Linked DNA regions of Ovis aries: region 1 is linked to region 2. The links are chromatin contacts, called in public Hi-C maps. All regions are on one chromosome and are shown on one strand. The core of a region is the stretch at or near the end of the contact, and the rest is flanking DNA. Distances in the headings are between cores, read along the strand shown. Region 1 has its middle 91 kb from the start of BDH1. Region 2 has its middle 67 kb from the start of DLG1.

Evidence for each region. A called contact is a pair of places that touch in the nucleus more often than the background predicts.
Region 1: a contact with region 2 is called in a Hi-C map of hypothalamus, with 3 times the contacts expected there. The contact joins two enhancer-like sites. A contact is called at or near these places in 3 of 16 Hi-C or Micro-C datasets (hypothalamus, skin fibroblasts and tail adipose tissue).

What each region holds. Positions count from the first base shown.
Region 1 is chr1:192,728,820-192,732,429 of ARS-UI_Ramb_v3.0, reverse strand. No RefSeq gene overlaps it. Among named protein-coding and RNA genes, the nearest start is that of BDH1, 91 kb to the left of the region's middle. Within about 2 kb of position 2,194, at least 17 of the 54 cell types and tissues checked have an H3K27ac peak or open chromatin away from gene starts, as enhancers often do. A contact at or near this core is called in hypothalamus, where this site is marked.
Region 2 is chr1:192,661,577-192,664,941 of ARS-UI_Ramb_v3.0, reverse strand. No RefSeq gene overlaps it. Among named protein-coding and RNA genes, the nearest start is that of DLG1, 67 kb to the right of the region's middle. Within about 2 kb of position 2,046, at least 23 of the 54 cell types and tissues checked have an H3K27ac peak or open chromatin away from gene starts, as enhancers often do. A contact at or near this core is called in hypothalamus, where this site is marked.

The sequences.
Region 1 (3,610 bases), core at 945-3,444, 67 kb before region 2:
TCAAAAGCCTCTTGATGAAAGTGAAAGACGAGAGTGAAAAGGTTGGCTTAAAGCTTAATATTCAGAAAACGAAGATCATGGCATCTGGTCCCATCACTTCATGGGAAATAAATGGGGAAACAGTGGAAACAGTGTCAGACTTTATTTTTTGGGGCTCCAAAATCACTGTGGATGGTGACTGCAGCCATGAAATTAAAAGACGCTTACTCCTTGGAAGGAAAGTTATGACCAACCTAGATAGCATATTCAAAAGCAAAGACATTACTTTGCCAACAAAGGTCTGTCTAGTCAAGGCTATGGTTTTTCCAGTGGTCATGTATGGATGTGAGAGTTGGACTGTGAAGAAATCTGAGCACTGAAGAATTGATGCTTTTGAACTGTGGTGTTGGAAAAGACTCTTGAGAGTCCCTTAGACTGCAAGGAGATCCAACCAGTCCATCCTAAAGGATATCAGTCCTGGGTGCTCATTGGAAGGACTGCTGTTGAAGCTGAAACTCCAATACTTTGGCCACCTGATGTGAAGAGCTGACTTATTTGAAAAGGTCCTGATGCTGGGAAAGATTGAGGGCAAGAGGAGAAGGGGACGACAGAGGATGAGATGGCTGGATGGCATCACCGACTCAATGGACGTGAGTCTGAGTGAACTCCAGGAGTTGGTGATGGACAGAGAGGCCTGGCGTGCTGCAATTCATGGGGTTGCAAAGAGTCGGACATGACTGAGCGACTGAACTGAACTGTTGGGGAAAAGGAAGGGGACCTGTTTGGGTAAAGAGAGTCTCTTTGGGGGCCCTGGGATATAAAAGTAATGGTTCTGAGTTTGAGACCCTGCAAATCACCCCCATGAGAAGCCTGCTGGGAGGAGGAGTGCTTTTTAAGAGCCCCAGTGCAAGCAGTCTGCCCCCACTCCCCACAACACTTAAGGAGACCCCTCTAAAGGGAGACCAGGAGCTCATCGTACTGGCAGCTGCTCTCCACCTGGCCAAGGCCTCCCATGACAAGCAGAAGAGGGGAACCTGGTCTAACTGTGAGGCAGGGGGTGATAATAAAGGCTAGCCTTACAAGTGCCATTCTCTCTTTCTCCAGCAGGGTGGGCTGGGTGCCAGCATAGACACCCAGGGGCTGCTGCTTGCCTAAGTTCCTTTGTGCAGGAGAGACACTGTCTTCATGCAGAAAAGCCCCAGCCAGAATACCTGACACTGAGAGTAAAGGACCCAGGGTATCTCAGCCTTGGCTCATCTGCCCAGCCGGGTCCCTTCAGACTAGGCCAAACTACACGATGCTTCCTCCTGTGGCCCTGCTTACCCCAGTCAGAAAGGGACCAAATTTACAAAACCTACTGGGTGCCAGACACCACACACACACACACACACACACGTGCACAATCTCATTTAATCACCTCAACCATCTTGTGAAGTAAACATTCTTATCCCTGTTTTACAGATGAGGTAACTAGCTTAAGCAACGTGCCTAAAGTCATTCAGCTAGAAAGACTTTTTCGAGTCTTCACAGAAGGGGACTGATTTGGAGACTCTGAAGAGCCTGCTGGTTCCCACTCCTCTCCTTGGGAAATTGTGGATGAGCACTGACCCAGGCAATGAAGGAATAAGAATCCCTACTAAGGACATAGATTTCACCTGCCTCCACAGGCAGGCTTGCAAGAAAGGTCTTTGTCTGGGGAAGGTCTGTTAGGGCAGTTGTCAAAGTGAGGCAGGGCCAGCAAACTACTATCTCCTGAGAAAAATCACTGCATCTTCAGAAATGCAAATTTGAGACCAAAAAAAAAAAAAAATCTTATCTGTAATTTTATAATGACCATCCTAATTCCCAGTTGACATCTGCAGCAACCAGGAAGGCCAATTAGGGGCATCAAGGGGTGGCGGGCGGGCGGGAAAGCTGGGGAATTCCTCCTCCTCCAAATCAAACGTGGGATTGAAAGGAATCCCTAGAGGGAGGAGAGGCGGTAGCAGCTGAAAAGAAAACCTTGCTCCCTGCATCTCTAGGAGGAAAGGGACCCAGTGGAGAGCAAAAGTTGGGTGGGGGTGGGGGAGGTCCCTGCCTCAGGCCCGTAGGGCTGAGTCTTAAGAGCTATGCTGAGCCCCGCATCCGGTCGGAAGTACCAGTCTGGCGCTCCTGGCTCGGGATGCTGCAGCTGTTCTGGGGATCTGCACAATTAGAATTCTCCTAGCGCTACGAGCCTTCAGGAATCCAGTCACGTGGTGGACGCTGTGCTTGGAGCTGGGGTCAATGAGAGCTCAGTCTGAGGGGAAAAAAAAAAAAAGCAAAAGCGTTCCTTCCCCTCTGAGACATATCCTTCTTCGCAGTGCACTGCTGGGCTTTTCCTCTGAGGAAACCTCACCACCTCCGGGAAAAGGCTCCTGTTAGTGACCCAAGCCAGGTTGCGCCCTCGCCCGCCCTCCCCCTGCACCCCCTCCCACCTAACGGCGTGGAAGCTCTCAGGCGCATGCTTGGTGTGCAGCGGCGCAGGACACTCTCCCATCTGAGTGGGGTGGTTCTGTCAGAGGCGCATACCTCCACATCCTTTCATTCCTGTTCCTCTCTACCACAAGACTGACTTTTCACCAAGTTAGAATCTGGTTCCTGAATAGCTATAGGGCTACAGCTTTACAGAGATCATTTCTTTCCGATCCTACCCACTTTGCCAAGAATCTGTAATTAATTAACGGGCCAAAAGCTTTCACTAGAATTTCCTGAGTCAGAACCAAGGCTTTGTTATTACTGCTTTGGGGGTGGGGGGTGGGGTTTGAAGATTCTCAGATTTCCCTCACTTTCTCTGGGTCCCTTGATGGGAATGCATTTCCCACTTCTTTATGCTCACAACTGTGATGTAAGTCTCCCATACACTCTGCCTCCAGCCTACTCAGTCTCCCATCCACCAAATGAGATGCTGAACCCAAGATCTTGACCAATTTGAGCCTGCCCATATCCAGCTTGTTCTTATTACTGATGAACCTCCCTCCATCCATCCTCAGGAAGTGTTCGCTCAGTCTCGTCTCTTTGTGACCCAATGGACTGTGTAGCCTGCCAGGCTGCTCAGCCCATGGGATTTTTCAGGCAAGAATACTGGAATGGGTAGCCATTCTGTCCTCCAGGGGATCTTCCTGACCCAGAGATCAAACCCAGGTCTTTTGCATTGCAGGCAGACTCATTGCTGTCTGCACCACCAGGGAAGCCCTCACACTGAGGACCAACAGCTATTTCCAGAGGGAATTTGATTTGTCCTTGTTGTTTTCCAGTTTGTTCTGTGCTGCCTTTTTGTCTTCCCTGGGGAAAAAAAAAAAGCCCTCATCCTCATTCCTGTCAAAGACCTGTCAGAAATCACTATTCTTCTCTGTAATGGGTATTAATGTCCTATCAGAAATTCATGTTCTCCCATCGGCAATCACTGTCTCCTGTCAGAAATCACTGCTGTGTCAGGAATCACCCCTCTTCTTTTTAAAAATCACTGTTCTGAGAAGAATCACCACCTCAGAAATCCTTGTTCTCTTGTCAGAAATCCACTAATATCCTGTCAGAAGTCAACATTTTCTGTCAGAAATCCTTGATTTCCTGTCATAAATCATTGCTCTCCTGTCAAAAAATCCCTGCTCTC
Region 2 (3,365 bases), core at 797-3,296:
TGTGAATGACTTCCTCTTGTTACAGATCTACTACATAATCTGAAATTGCCAAGAATATGAACGTAGGTGCTCAAAGAATCATTGACAGCCTCTGAATTGGCTTCATCCATTCCCTACTTCCTCCTAGGGTCTCATGTATTACAGGGGATTAGGAGAGGGAAATGGCAACCCACTCCAGTGTTCTTGCCTGGAGAATCCCAGGGACGGGGGAGCCTGGTGGACTGCCATCTGTGGGGTCGCACAGAGTTGGACACGACTGAAGTGACTTAGCAGGATCTGTTGAATAAATGCCTGAGTGAAGGTATGAATGAATACATCTCTGCCCCTGTTGCCCCAGTTCTGCTTTCCTTCCTTCATAAAAGAAGAGCATGCATTGCATGGGAGGCAATGGCATTGGTTTGAGTAATCGCCTAAAACCCATGTGGTTTTCTAGTGTTGTAGGCAGGAAAGCATGAGATGCTGATTAAGGCTGAGGTCACAGGCACCCCACAAACCCTCCCAGAGGCCAGTTAATTTTTTTTCTCTTCTGTGGCTACAGGCTCTGCACCACATCCGAAGTGTTTCACTGTTCAAAGAAATCTCATAATCCACAGCTGGTTATCTTTTCCTTAAACATTTTGATAATCAAGCCTGCAGAGCAAGTTTCTGGACCTAGTTGCCCTTGCTTTACCTTCCTCACCTCTGGGTTTGTGGTGTGAGAAACGAATGTGTTTCCTAGAAACAAAGAACGGCAGATCTTAGGTGGCTGGGGGAGGGGGGACTTCGAAATTTAGAAGTCATCTGACATTGTCACTTATTTTAAGACTAGAAAGTGGTGGTCAGGAGGGGGCACGTCCTGTCCAGTGTCATCTCGTGAGCCACTGGCCTCACAGAGCACCAGCCTCTTGGCTTCTCTTATGATGTTCACTTCAAGGCAACCAGCTATTTCCTTCTCTGACAAAGCCAGCCCCTCTCGAGCATCCTACCCGTGGCCGTGTGCCAAGAGTTTCTAATGCTTATGACAACATGGCATAGGAATTAGGTGTACTTGGTTTCCCTTATGTACAGAAGCATAAAAAGGATCAAAGCATTTACAGTTTGATGATGTTCCCAAATGAGAGTTCAAATTGCTGAATTAAACAGCCAGCAATTTTTTAGAGGACTTTCCGGAGTAATTACTCAAGATGGAATTAAACTCTATTTGCCTTTGGCTCCTTCTCATGCCCTCCCACTGCCTGGAAGGAGGAGGAGTGGGGAACCAACAAAGAAAATCTTAAGATACTATTGCCAATTACACATTTTTACCTGCCTCATGATCTTTTGCTTTGCACATTAATTAAATCAAGCCCAGGTGTGTTGCAGATGGGTTAGCTGCTGGCGATCGGAAGAGATTAATAGATCCTCGCAAAGGGAAAAGCTCTCAAGTTTTATGGGTCATTGATGCTGCTTCTTTCAGCAGAAATCAAGATTGAGAAAGAAAGACGTGGCCTAGTCCATTAGGAAGCCTCAATGGCTCCTCGCATGTTAACCATCTCCAGAGTCCTGAAGGCAGGCAGATCCCCTCTGCTGGCAGATCTGGCCGAGCCTGCAGATCAGAAGGAAGTCAGACTTCAAACTCTCATTCTAAAGGAAACTGGTTCAGGATTGAAGGTTAGTGACCTGGGATCAGAGACTGCTGTAGGGGCCCTGGGGGGCAATTAGGAGTCAGCCGTGTGATGGGAGGGGTCAGTCTCTGGTTTCCTTACTCTGCCTCTGCTGACTTTGACATCTCTCCCCTACTGTCAAAACTGAGAAAAAGGACATAACTGAGCATGGGTCAGAACACAGCTCTGCTCCTAAAGCCCAGGGCCCTTGTCCCTACCCACTGTAAGAACAGCTTCGAGTTAAAACACAGAATGACACCCATCCCCCCGTACGGAGGCTCAGGGTGCCCAACTCCATCGTCAAGGCCAGGTCAGGTTTCCTTCTGGGTCACCCGGGATCTGGGCTGAGGCCAGGATGAGGCAGGGAGGTGGAGGGGGCAGGGCAGAGGGAAACAAAGGTCACTTATTACTGACAAAGAAGGCATTTGTCCCAGGGTGTAAAGCCCGAGGTTTCACACAGTACTGGGCCATTCACTAGAGCCCTGAGCTCACACTAACCAACTAATTAGTTCCAAATGCTCCTCAGAAGTCTGCCTTCCATGGTGCCGATTTCTGATTCATTGCCACAGGGACGGATTTCTGGGTGAGACAAATGATGAGCAACCAAGAGCCAGGCAGGTTCCCTGGAACTCTCCCACACACTGCTGGAGGCAGGCACACCCACTTTGTCTCTGTGACTGGAACAGAACATGAACATACTTTGGTTTGTGCAACTTGAATCCCTTTCTGAAGAATCCTGGTCTTGTCCACCCTCCCCCATAGTGAGTTAAACCAAAATGTCCTGGCTTCAGAGGCCTGGTGGAAATGACTAAGCTGTATCTTGCAGCCAGTGGTCATGTCGGGTCATTCTCATCCCAGAAACTGGCAAAGTCTTTAGGTAATGATTTAGTCTGTTCATTCTTTGGTTTTCTGCTCACTATCTTCCCCAGCCCATTCCCCAGAGGTCTCTTGGCCCCATGACATTTTCATCTGCAATTGTCCTGTGCCTTCTGAAGGGGAGAGACTTACGGCCTGGATAACCTCTTCAAATCGGACTAGGGAAGGAGCTTACCTGGACAGGAGGTGGAGCAGGTCTAGATGAGGTAGGGTAGCACCTGGGAAACACATGGAAGGAGGTACTTTCAGGCGCCTACCCTGCACTTACATGGCCTTGACAATGAGCATCTCTTTAAATTGTACATCCTTGGTGCTTCACTTGCCTCACCCTACTCCTAACCTAGGTGTGGAGGATATTTCTAACCCTGAAGGAAATAGTTCACTTCCCTGGTCACAAGCCCAGGATGCTTTTGTTTTTATTAGAGTATAGTTGATTTACAATGTGTTAGTTTCAGGTATAGCACAGTGATTCAGTTTCATATACACACACATACATGCATGTATACATACATGTATATGCACACATATGTGCGCGCGCGCACACACACACACACACACACACATATGGTCTTACCTGGTGGCTCAGTGATAAAGAATCCTCCTGCCAATGCAAAAGAGGTAGGTTCAATCCCTGGGTTGGGAAGATCCCCTGGAGAAGGAACTAGCAACCCACTCCAGTATTTTTGCTTGGGAAATCCCATGGAGGAGGAGCCTGGCAGGCTACAGTCCTTGGGGCTGTGAAGAGTCAGATATGACTTAGTGACTGAACAATAACAACAACACACACCCATATATATATATTTTTTTTTTCTTTTAAAGATTCTTTTCCCTTATAGATTATTACAAAGCACTGAGTATTGAGTATAG